Linked DNA regions of Sus scrofa: region 2 is linked to region 1. A link is a contact called in public Hi-C data. All regions are on one chromosome and are shown on one strand. Each heading gives the region's core, a stretch centred on a gene start, on an enhancer-like site or on the middle of the called end of the contact. The rest is flanking DNA. Distances are from core to core; before and after follow the strand shown. Region 1 overlaps IFNGR1 (interferon gamma receptor 1). Region 2 has its middle 29 kb from the start of IL20RA.

Evidence for each region. A called contact is a pair of places that touch in the nucleus more often than the background predicts.
Region 2: a contact with region 1 is called in a Hi-C map of liver, with 6 times the contacts expected there. The contact joins two enhancer-like sites. A contact is called at or near these places in 1 of 5 promoter capture datasets (liver), 13 of 47 Hi-C or Micro-C datasets (alveolar macrophages, blood, brain and 7 more) and 2 of 2 datasets of contacts at active chromatin or transcription factors (alveolar macrophages and skeletal muscle).

What each region holds. Positions count from the first base shown.
Region 1 is chr1:27,054,685-27,060,560 of Sscrofa11.1, forward strand. It overlaps IFNGR1 (interferon gamma receptor 1), which reads left to right. Exons shown (of 7, transcript NM_001177907.1): 6 at 349-476; 7 at 2,407-3,479. The coding sequence ends at 2,961. Among named protein-coding and RNA genes, the nearest start is that of IL22RA2, 16 kb to the right of the region's middle. Within about 2 kb of position 2,862, at least 8 of the 83 cell types and tissues checked have an H3K27ac peak or open chromatin away from gene starts, as enhancers often do. A contact at or near this core is called in liver, where this site is marked.
Region 2 is chr1:27,105,703-27,111,462 of Sscrofa11.1, forward strand. No RefSeq gene overlaps it. Among named protein-coding and RNA genes, the nearest start is that of IL20RA, 29 kb to the right of the region's middle. Within about 2 kb of position 2,234, at least 24 of the 83 cell types and tissues checked have an H3K27ac peak or open chromatin away from gene starts, as enhancers often do. A contact at or near this core is called in liver, where this site is marked.

The sequences.
Region 1 (5,876 bases), core at 1,612-4,111:
AAATTTTTTCCTTTTGCCTTTTAAACTGAGAGAGTAGTATAACTCTGGAAACACCCTATATTTGAGGCTATAAGGAAGTTATTATGAAAAGGCTATTGTAACCACATTGTATCATGACAGCATAGTTGAAAAAAATTTAGAGTCTCAAATCTGGGAAGAATCATATTGATATTTAGGACAGGTACCTAACTTTTTACTCATCTCTCTATGTCAGCGTTCTTTAAAACTCTGACCATAGTAATTACCTGATGTGCAGATCTACAAAAGGATAGTGCTAAGACTTTGACTATTTGCTAGATAATGTTCCCTCATAATTCTAATTCATGATTTTTTTTTCCCTTTTCTTAGATTCTGTTTGGATTCCAATTGTTACTGCCTTAGTACTCTTCCTAGTACTTGCCCTGATAGTTGCATGTTATCTAATTAGGAAAATGAATCCATTTAAGAGAGAAAACATCATGTTACCCAAATCTTTGGTAATGTATTCAAATATTTCTTTTCTCTAATGATAAATAATTGGCCCTTGAACAACCCGGAATTGAACTGCATGGGTCCACTTATGCTTGAATTTTTTCAATGTATACATTGGAAAATTTTTTGGAGGTGTGTGACAATTTGAAAAAACTTACAGACAAACCCTGTAGCCTAGACATATTGAAAAAAATTAAGAAAAAGGTATGTCATCGGTGTATAAAATATATATAGATATTTTACATATAACATGAAAAACATGAAAGTGGACCATTTGTGTTATTAGTAAGACTTCTGGCTAACAGTAGGCTATTAGCAGTGAAGTTTTGGGAAAGTCAAAAGTCATACATAGGAGTTCCCACTGTGGCTTCGTGGGTTAAGAACTGTACATAGTCTCCGTGAGGATGTGGGTTCAATCCCTGGTCTGACTCAGTGGGTTTAGGATCTGATGTTGCCACAAGCTGTGTACATTACAGATGTAGTTGGGATCCAGCATTGTTGCTGCTGTGGTGTAGCCTGCACCTGCAGCTCCAATTCAGCCCTTAGCCCAGGAACTTCCATACGCCACAGGGGCAGCCCTAAAAAGAAAAGAAATTAAAATTTTTTTAATTTCTGAAGAAAAAAAGGCATACGTGGGTATTCAACTGCACAGGGACTCACTGTTGAGACCCTAACCTCCAGTTGTTCAAAGTCATCTGTACACTAAAATGTGATTTGAACTTTTTTGATAGTTCCTAAATTTGTTTTTTAAAGAAGATTGATATTCAGCAGCATGTTACCTATCATACATCAGTCAATCTACCACACATCCAAAACCATGTGCTTTTGGGAGTTCCCTTTGTGGCTCAGCCGTTAACAAACCCAATTAGGATCCATGAGGATGCAGGTTCCATCCCCAGTCTCACTCCATGGGTTAAGGATCCAGTGTTGCCATGAGCTGTGGTGTAGGTCACAGATGCATCTCAGATCCTGCAGCGTTGTCGTGGCAGTGGTGTAGGCCGGCAGCTGTAGCTCTGATTCGACCCCTAGCCTGGGAACCTTCATATGCCTTGGATGTGGCCCTAAAAAGCCAAAACAAAACGTACTTTTTACTATGCAGTGGGGTGTTTTTTATGTACAGGGCCAAAGCATAGTTAGAAAAGTCTCTTAAGGAGCTTAAAGTCTAGTGGAGAAGAAAGATAAGTATTCCCTGGATGCAGAGTGTGGTAGGTTCAAAGGCAGAGATTTACAACCCATGCCAGCGAGGCATTCATCTGCCTTTAGAGGGTGGGGTTAATAGTGACTTTGCCAGAGGCCGTAGTGCCTGAATTGTCCTAAGGGACAGATAGACATTTATCCAGGTTCTAAGAGACAGTACGTACTAAGGCCCAGTGTCAAGAAAGCATGACTTTTGAAAATCTGCAGATACAGGAATACTTCATTATGGTTGGAGTATTGAAGGGAAGAGGGCCAGTGGTGAGATTCAGTCAGAAGTTGCTGTGGCTGTGGTGTAGGCTGGTGGCTACAGCTCCGATTCGACCCCTCTCCTGGGAACTTCCATGTGCCGCAGGTGCGGCCCTAAAAAGACAAAAAAAAAAAAAAATTATAGAGCCAATGAAAATTAGAATTGGGAAGGCAAACGGTGGACGTACTCTGTAAAAGAAATAGCTCTCCTCACATGACAAATATACATCCATGTGGAAGATAGCACACAAAAAGCAACATATGTTGGTGAGATAGTGACTTTCTAAAAACTCTTAAAGCTTGTTTTTAATCTTAATATATTTTCCTTAAAAAGAAGAAAAAGGCAACCATCAGATTCTATTATACTGTTATCCTAACTATGCCATTTGGTGGTTTATTTAACTACCTGTTACCCTTGGACCTTTTTTTTTTTTTTTTTTTTTGAAATAAGCATTCAAGTTTAATACTAATCATTGATTTCTCTTCCCTTAGCTGTCTGTGGTAAAAAATGCCTCTTCAGAGACAAAATCTGAGTCAAAATATATATCACCCATCACCTACCAGCCAATTGCCCTAGAAAACGAACAGCTGTCTCCAGGGACAATTTCAAGCGTGCATACTGAAGACAATCCAGGAAAAGCAGAACATGGAGAAGATTTTTCTAGTGAAACGCAAGTGGTGACCACTGAAGAACATATTTCTGACATGGCCTCTAGTAGCTCTCTGACCCCAGTAAAGAGAGAGAATTCTGTCCACTCGAGCAGTAACCAGTCTGAACACTGCAGCATCACTTTAAATGCGTATCACTCCAGAAATGGTTCTGATAGTGGCCTTGTGGAATCGGACAGCTGCTCTGACTCAGAATTTCCGCCAAGTAATAAAACTGAGATAAAGTCAGAAGGACAAGAGTTCGTAGCACTGAGAAACACTACCACCTCCTTCGGTTATGACAAACCACACGTGTTAGTGGATCTGCTTGTGGATGACGGTGGCAAGGAGTCCTTGATTGGCTATAGAGTCACAGCAGAATCCGAGGAGTTTTCCTGAGATCAGCCAAGAGGCACCAACTCAGAAGGATCTGCCTGCTGTTCCCCAGCAGTTTTTCGGCTTTGATGTCATGAAAAGATCAGGTTTTCAGAAATTGTGTCTTGTTGCTAATAACCCAATGGAGTATCTTGGTTTAGATAAAAGTGTCAAGAGCCTCTTTGGCACTGTCTTATTGGGTCTGAGAACAGCAGAGACTCTTTAAAAACAAAAACAGACCATTGAACCTTTCCATCTAGATGTGCGAACAGCAACAGTGAAAGCGTCTCTAATAACCCCGACTCCTATGGTTGGCTGTGGTTGACTTCCCCAGGGTCCTTTCTAACCACTTAAAGAGATAAAATGGATTTTTTTCTTTTTTGTGGCTTAGTGCGGTGTTTGTTTTTGGAGGTGTATATGTACAGTCTTTTCAAATGTTTTGAGAAGCAGCCCTGAGTGCTTTTCAGAGTTGTACTTAAAATTGTAATGAAATCAATACAATTAGTAGTGTAAATAAAAACATGTATATATATTTTTATGCAACATTGCATGTAAAGGATTTTTAAATCATTCTAAAAATCATTTTTGCATTCATTTACTCAAACACTTAGGCAGTTAGTTTACCTAGAATATTTTTTATTCATTTGCTTGTTTCTATTTATTAATTTTTTTCCATGCATTAATGTTGTAGAATCATTTTCTAATTGTTTCTATCAAATCTTTAAAACAGTCCTAAAAATAGCCTAATCTTTAAAAATGATCCTTTTCTATCTATATCTTAGTATTTAGCAACCAGTGTGGAGAACACACAAGCTGTGTGTTCCAAATATGTGGGGGGAAGCAGATTTAGCTGTAGAGCAGGTAGACGAGGTGTCTGCAGCGTAAAGATGGGGGGCAAAGCCACAGAAGTGGGTGCACGCAAGCTGAGAGGCATGAGGTGTGAGGAGAGAACCACAATGTGGCCATCCAAGAGTTTATATCACACGAAAAGTCTTGGGAATTACTAAGAGGATGGGATTTTCAGACGCAAATGAATTAACTGACTCCAAAAAAATGTCAAACACAAATCATGTGAATAAGTTAACAAGCCATGGGGAAAAAAATCTTTCTCTTCACTTAAAAGTGCAAATTAAAATGAAGTGCTAGTTTATTAGTGGAAAAACATGGACTGGTATGCTCACTTGTTTGAGGGACAGTGTCTTATGAAATGCTTTTTAAGCTGATATGAATATATATATAACACTCTATAAAAATCCATATACTTTATAGAATCTAATCTATTGTGGGAAAATTATGAAAATTAAGTCCCTAAGATAAATGAAAAATGCAGGCCTTAGACTGGGAAGAGGCAAATATATGAAAATAATGGATACTGCCAAAGAGGATATTGCCTGCTCTGCATAAGGACTTCAATAGGCATCACTGCCAAATGTGAGTAGAATTATTTTCTTATTCTAGCAATACTAACTGAAATTCATCTTTGTAATCTCTTATAGATAGAACATTTTAATGCTTTCATTTGCATTTCCTTCATAGTAAAGTTGAGTATATTTTATATATTATGTGTCAATACTTCTCCTGTGACTTGACTAATCTTGTCTTTTGTCCATTGCTTTTGGGCTATTCATGTGCTTTTTATTGACTGTGTCCTTTGCCATGAGTTACACATTTATAATTTCTTGCCTTTTACCCAAGTCTTATCACACAGATGTTTAAAATGTTTATAAAGTCAAATTTTTTCATCTTTTCCTTCCATTCTTAAAAAAGCTCCCCTTCCCGAAAAGATAAAAAATTTCACCCATGTTTTCTTCTGCTATTTGGGAGTCTTTGTTTAGTTTCTACATTGAATTCTTTTATCTATCCAGATTTTTTTTTCATGTAGGAAGTGAGATAGGGCCCCAGCTTTATTAATTGGGTTTCTAGGACTGCCAGAACAAATTATCAGCCGTTTGGGTGGCTTACAACAACAGCCTTTTATTCTTCTTTTTTTGTCTTTTTAAGGCTGCACCCGAGGCATATGAAAGTTCCAAGGCTAGGGGTCAAATCCGAGCTGTTGCTGCAGCAACACTGGATCCTTAACCCACTGAGCAAGGCCAGGGATTGAACCTGCGTCCTCTTGGATGCTAGTCAGGTTAATTTCCACTGAGCCACAGCAGGAACTCCCAACAGACTTTTATTCTCTCACAGTTGAGAGGCAGGGCCAAATTCTGTCTGATGGCTCTAGGGAGAGATCCTTTCTTGCCTCTTACCAGCTTCTGGGGGTGCTGCCAATCCTGCAAGCTATGTTTCTCTGCCTCTCTTGTCCTGTTCCCCACTATGTGTCTCTGTGTCCAGATCCCTCTTTATAAAAACCCCAGTCATTGGATCAGGGTCCACGTTAATCCAGTAAAACCTCATGTTAATTTGATTACATCTGCAAACAGGCCATTTCCCCATAAGATCACATTCATAGTTACTGTGGGTTAGGACTTAACGCATCTTCTTGGGAGACACAACTCACCATCTATTTTCCCCTGATAACTTAAGTCATTTATCCCACTACTATTTATTAACATGTCCAAAATTCCTGGGCTGATTTCAAATGTCAAATGTGTCATGCGCCAGTCCTCAGCTTACTCCTGGGACTGCTGACCATTCATTGTCTTTTCTTGTATCTGTAGCATATTTTTAATTATTACAGCTTTCTGTGGGGGTTAACTTGTGAGGCCCTTCTCAGTACGTTAGGCCAAGCTTCACTGCTCATGTTTCGGGCCAAGGATTGTTCTTTCGTGTGAACTATAGAAATTTTTGCCAGGTTTTCCCCAACTTTGGAGGTCTTTCGAGGTCTTTTATTTCTTGCATTGACTTTGTACAATGTTTAGGAATAACTAGCACTTTCCAAAGTTGATTGTTCTTTTGCAAGAATGGAATGTCTCTCTAATGTTTATTCAATTCTTATA
Region 2 (5,760 bases), core at 984-3,483, 50 kb after region 1:
ACATTTTTTTCTTGGTTTATTTTTGAAAGATAGCATCCTTTTCACTATTTTCCAAACATTTGTATGTGAAGAGTTCATAAGAGGAGGGGTTGCTGCAAAGCGTGTCTCTGCTTGGGATAGAAAAGTTATTTCAGACTTTAAAATGATTTCAAATATATTTAGCTATTAGAAGGAAAAAAACACCATGCAAAAACATTGCATTCAAAGAGAGGTTTTTAAGTAAAGGGAGGTGAATTCTTGAGTTTCCAAGAATTCATCTCATTTTAACTTTTTTTAGGTACTCCAATGCAAATGTGTCTGTAACCATTGCCAACTTGAAGTGACGCACCTTGAATTGAAAGCATATTATTGAACGGGACACTATAAATGTGATCACAGCTGTTTCCTTACATGCTTCAAAACGTAGGTGTCTTAACATGGTGCGCCAAGTGGCTTTTAAATATTGACGATGCAAGAAACATTAATTTGTTTTATGGACCTGGGCACTGCAGGGATTTGTCAAGGCTTCAGATTTCACTGCTAGTAAAAGCTCTAAGTTGAGCCGCCCCTTACCACCAATCTCTTTACCTTGGACCTCCCCCAACTCCACTTTTCCAGCACAATAGACAGTTGAACCCCAGCATAATCAACCAATTGTATAAGACGGCTTATCATCAACCTAGAATATAGATGATACAAACGTCTTTCCATATTACGTGAGAGCAAACCTATTTTCATCAGACATTTATAAGGTCAACTCTTCTGACCTCTTTGTTCCCAAGGCAAGGGCAGAGAGGGCGGGCAGCAGGGAAGAGCAAGAGGAAAAAATTCACCTTTCCAAGTTCAGGGTGCTTTAGAACCAGGCATTACACATTTGCCATGTGGAGAGAAAGAGAGCGAGGGAGAGAGAGGAAGGAAATGGGAGTTCTCTGTCGAGAAAAGCGTCCTAGCGAGTGTGATAAGAGCAGTTTGGGGAAATAAACAACAGTGGTTTGGAGTTTGTTTCACTTTGCTCATTTGTTTCTAAGATACTGGTTTCAAATCACAATGAACATTTCAAAACTAAGTGAAACTTGACTTTAGAAACTGAGCATATGACCTTCAAGATCATCTAAAGGGAAAAATCCTACAATGGCTAGTGGTCACGTGGTATTGCTATGTGATTTATGCTTAGGAATCTGTGTTTTAACATTGAAGCGTGTCAACCACACACACAAACATTCCCAGTGTTTCTGCTGCCCTCATGCTAATGGTTTCAGAGGTATTTCCCTTCAAGTTTCTTGGAGGTCTGGTGGGGGTGGGGAATCAGAGAAGAAGCAGCTGGCCCCATGGGAAAGAGAGCTTGGGTGCAGCCTTGTGAGCTGGAAGAAAGATAAGCCAGGACCCAGCTATCTCATCCAGGCAGCCCAGGTGGGTGAGTGCCCACAGCCACCCTCAGACAATCTTCTTGGCCCCAAACTGCAGTCTGGTTGAAACCCAGCTTTCTGTGCCAAGGAATTTATTTATACTGGAATATCCAGAAACCAGCCTCCTTTTGATTTATCCAGCGTTCTTTTCACAATCATCGATTTTTTGTGGAATAAAACTCAGGAGAAACTCAACAATCCACCAGCCAGAATCCTTCTTGAACTAGTAAATTTGCATATTTACTATAAAATTTAAGGTTGAAGCTTGCACACTTCAGTGTTTCTGCCACTAGCAACGACAGATGATTTCTGGCTAATTTAAAGTCAACAGGAATTTGCTCCAAGGATACAAATTAGTTCCTGGAATTGTTTGGGAGAACTGTGTTTAGGCCAAAAATAAGGTCAGCAAAGCCCAGCAGACGTCCCGCTGAACTCTGCTCATCCTGGGCACACCCTGCCATGCCACCAGCCTCACGGCTGCCATCACAAATAATATTTAAGTGGCCCTAAGCCCAGCCCCAGTGGGACCACCAGACTGGCCACCCACCCATGCTCTAGCAGCCAGTGGTCAAGAGTAGAGAAGGGATCTGGAGATCCCTCTGTGGCATAATGGAATCTGCTATGTCTCTGCAGCTCCTGGATGCAGGTTCAATCCCGAGCCCGGCACAGTGGATTAAAGGCAGCTGCAGCAGAGGTAGCAACTGTGGCTCAGATCTGATCCCTGGCCGGGGGAACTCCATATGCCACAGGGCCAAAAAAAGAAAAAACAAACAAACACAAAAAGAAAAAGGATCTGCCTCCCTCTGGCTTCCACTGGGGTAGGGCAATCCCAGTCTCCCAACCATTTTTGGATCCTCCCCAAATAAGAAAGACACTGGGTAGGGCTTTCTGATCAGCACCTCACCTACACTCTCATTTAACTATGACAAATGCAACATCCCTGTTTTAAAGATGAGAAATTGAAGTTCAGACCAGTTGTCCATAAGGATGAGATCCAGGGTACTGAAGTACCATCCCCAAAATCAAAGATCTGTGAAATTGTGTAGAATCTAATTTGAATGAGAGGCATGTTTGAGTGTATTTTCTTTGAAAAGGGCTGATCTAAATGTGTTATAGGTGACATTACCCTTGGCCAAATCATAGGTTAAATAAAAACACCTTTTCTTCAAACACACTCGTATCATATATAGTTCGTGAATCTTTAAGAAGCAGTTAGAGCCTATTCTATTTCAGAAGCTGAAGACCTAACCTTCTTCACGCTGATCTGTCAACTTATCTGAAAATATGGGAGGAATAAGTTTCTCCTAGTTTGGAATAGGAAATTTATGGCTTAAAGATATGCAGAGGGGTTCAGGTTTTTGCCTCTCAGTGGCCCGGCAGCACACTACTGACCCCCTGTGGCCGCATTTCAAAGTGCCATCTTCAACTTCAACCCAGCTGCTGAGGGCCAAACAGCAACCGCTGCAGAGTTCCCCTGAATAACATGGTCCCTGTGCTCCTGTGTCATCATTGGGGAACCAGTTGTCACTGTACATTATACTAGAATGTGGAATTACTGAGATAATAATCCCAGATTTGCTCTGCCCAAAAGCACAGTCCTCAGCCTGAGAATTTGTCCATTTCTGCCCACAGCACTTCTACTGCATTTGTTTGCATTCATGGCACACCTTTTCTAGCTGAGCCATCTGATGAGCACTTTACCTACACTGTCTCATTTGGTCACTGCAATAATTGTGTTAACTTCATTTTACAGATGAGAAGTTGAAGTTCAGAGATGAGTTATTTGAACCCCTCCGATGCATAAAAAGAGATTTTGAAAAAAGGATTCAAATCTTCCTCCCCATCTTCAAGGTCTGCTAACATCTCCATTAAGGCTCTGATAACTATTTTTCCCACAGGAATTTCACCTCTTTGGGACTTTCATACCTAGCACATTCTGTATTATCTTTATGTGTGTGGTAAAAACTTTGGGTGGTGGCTGGATGGGAGGAAATGTGGGTTTGGAAACACAGAACAGAAAATCTTTCCAGGCGGGGCTCTGCACATGTAGTAGGAGAGAACAATAGTGACAGTGACAACTGACATTTAGCAACAACTCACTGTGTGCTGGGGACGAGACGTCTCAAAAGGCTTCACGTGCTCTAATGATTAAATCTTTATGCCAACCCCACAATGTAGGTATTATTAATATCTTTGTTTCAAGAGTAACAAAACTAAGGCACTGGGAAGTTAAATAAGTTGTTGTTATGAGTTGAATTATGTCTCCTAAAAATTCATGTGTTGAAGTCCTGATACCCAGAGCCTCTGAATGTGAGAAACAAGGTCACCGAAGATGTAATTAAGATAAGGTCATGTTGCAGGAAGGTGAGCTCCAACTGCAATACAACTGGATTCTTATAAAAAGAATGCCATGTGAAGAGACAGCCACATGCATAGGGAGATGCCATGTAAAGATGGGAGTCCTGCTGCCACAAGCCGAAGAACGCCAAACTGGCCAGCAAACCACCAGCAGCCAGAGGAGAGGCCTGCAACCAATCTGCCCTCACAGGCTTCAGAAGAAACAAACCCTGTCAACCCTTGATTTTGGATGTACAGCCTCCAGAACTGTGAGATGATACCTTTCTGTTGTTCTAGGCCAACCCAGTTTGTGGAGCTTTGTTCAGCAGCTCTAGGAAAATGGTACAGTTGTGTCATAGCTCCTTAGTGGTGAAGCCAGAATAAAAAAAAAAAAAAAAAAAAAAAAAAAAAAAAAACCCTGGGAGTGGGGCTGGGCTTTGGGTTCTAAGAACATTTATCATGTCCAAAATTCACTTCTATGAAATTTCAAAACCCAACTGTCTTTATTACTAGAATTACAGTTTGGGTTATAAATGACTTCAGACATCAAATGACATGCATTCAGTAGTATATAGGTAAAGGCCTCAAAACCAGCTTGCTGGGGAGAAAAGGCCCCAATTTGTAGATCTTGCCAATTTCTATGGTGCAATTATTTCTCTCATGGCCACTTTGAAGTTGACACCACTAAACTTGAAGCTGGGAAGAGATGAGGATAATCAGCTCCTGTAAGTGTGTTCTGACATTTTACTGGTCCAGGACATGGAAGGCATGGCCCAATTTTAAGCTGGTATTCTTCATCCTCTTGAGTAAGTCCATACTGCTTTAAGAATATGATACAAGAATTTTGACACTTTTTGAATTATTATTAATTTTTCCAAACATTTTTTTCAGAATGAATTCTACTAGACCTCTAGACAACATGAAGACTCATGAAGAGAACATTGTGTATGAGATACATAATGATCCATAATTGTTGAATAAATGCCTGACTTTCTTTACATCTTAAAAATCAATGTTATAATCATCATGTAATCATCATGACATTCTAATGATAGATAATTTTTTAATGATTTTTTTTTCTTTTATAGCTGGTTTACACTGTTCTGTCAATTTTCTACTGCACAGCAAGGTAGCCCTGTCACACATACATATATACATTTTTTGTTGACATTATCCTCCATCATGCTCCATCATAAGTGACTAGATATGGGAGTTCCCGTCGTGGCGCAGTGGTTAACGAATCCGACTAGGAACCATGAGGTTGCGGGTTCGGTCCCTGCCCTTGCTCAGTGGGTTAACGATCCGGCGTTGCCGTGATCTGTGGTGTAGGTTGCAGACGTGGCTCGGATCCCGCGTTGCTGTGGCTCTGGCGTAGGCCAGTGGCTACAGCTCCGATTGGACCCCTAGCCTGGGAACCTCCACATGCTGCAGGAGCGGCCCTAGAAAAGGCAAAAAGACAAAAAAAAAAAAAAGTGACTAGATATAGTTCCTGATAATTTTTAAATAAATCATAAATAAATAAAAAGAAATCCCACTTTTGAACCAACCATGAGATCCAATCTAACAATGAGGAAGAATGGATTGACATGAGGACATTCTAGGACTGAGGAAATCATAAGCTCCATTTGGTTTCTCTTATTAATGAATGCTGAGTCAGTGTCTCATTATTTGCAAATGCTGTTTAACAGTTTATTAACCTGGAGCACTCCGTGACCAAGACTTTAGAGCATTTTAATAAAAAAAAATAAAAAAAAAAAAGATTTCTATTTGAACACACTTGGTAGAGTTCTAAATTTGGATGTCAAAATTAAAACCCATTCCCCTCAATTTCTCTGCCTCAGAAACACTCCACCTTCATTCTGGAGTATGAGCTAGGAAACCCCCCCCCAACACACCCCAATTTTTCAAATTCAAATAGGGACAGTTCAACCTGTCTGAAATATGTTTCTACTTATCAGTTAAGTGTCTTACTATAGGGCCAATAAGTTAAAAGATGATAAAGGAAGATAGATTTAACCACCTCATTTGAGGAAGCATC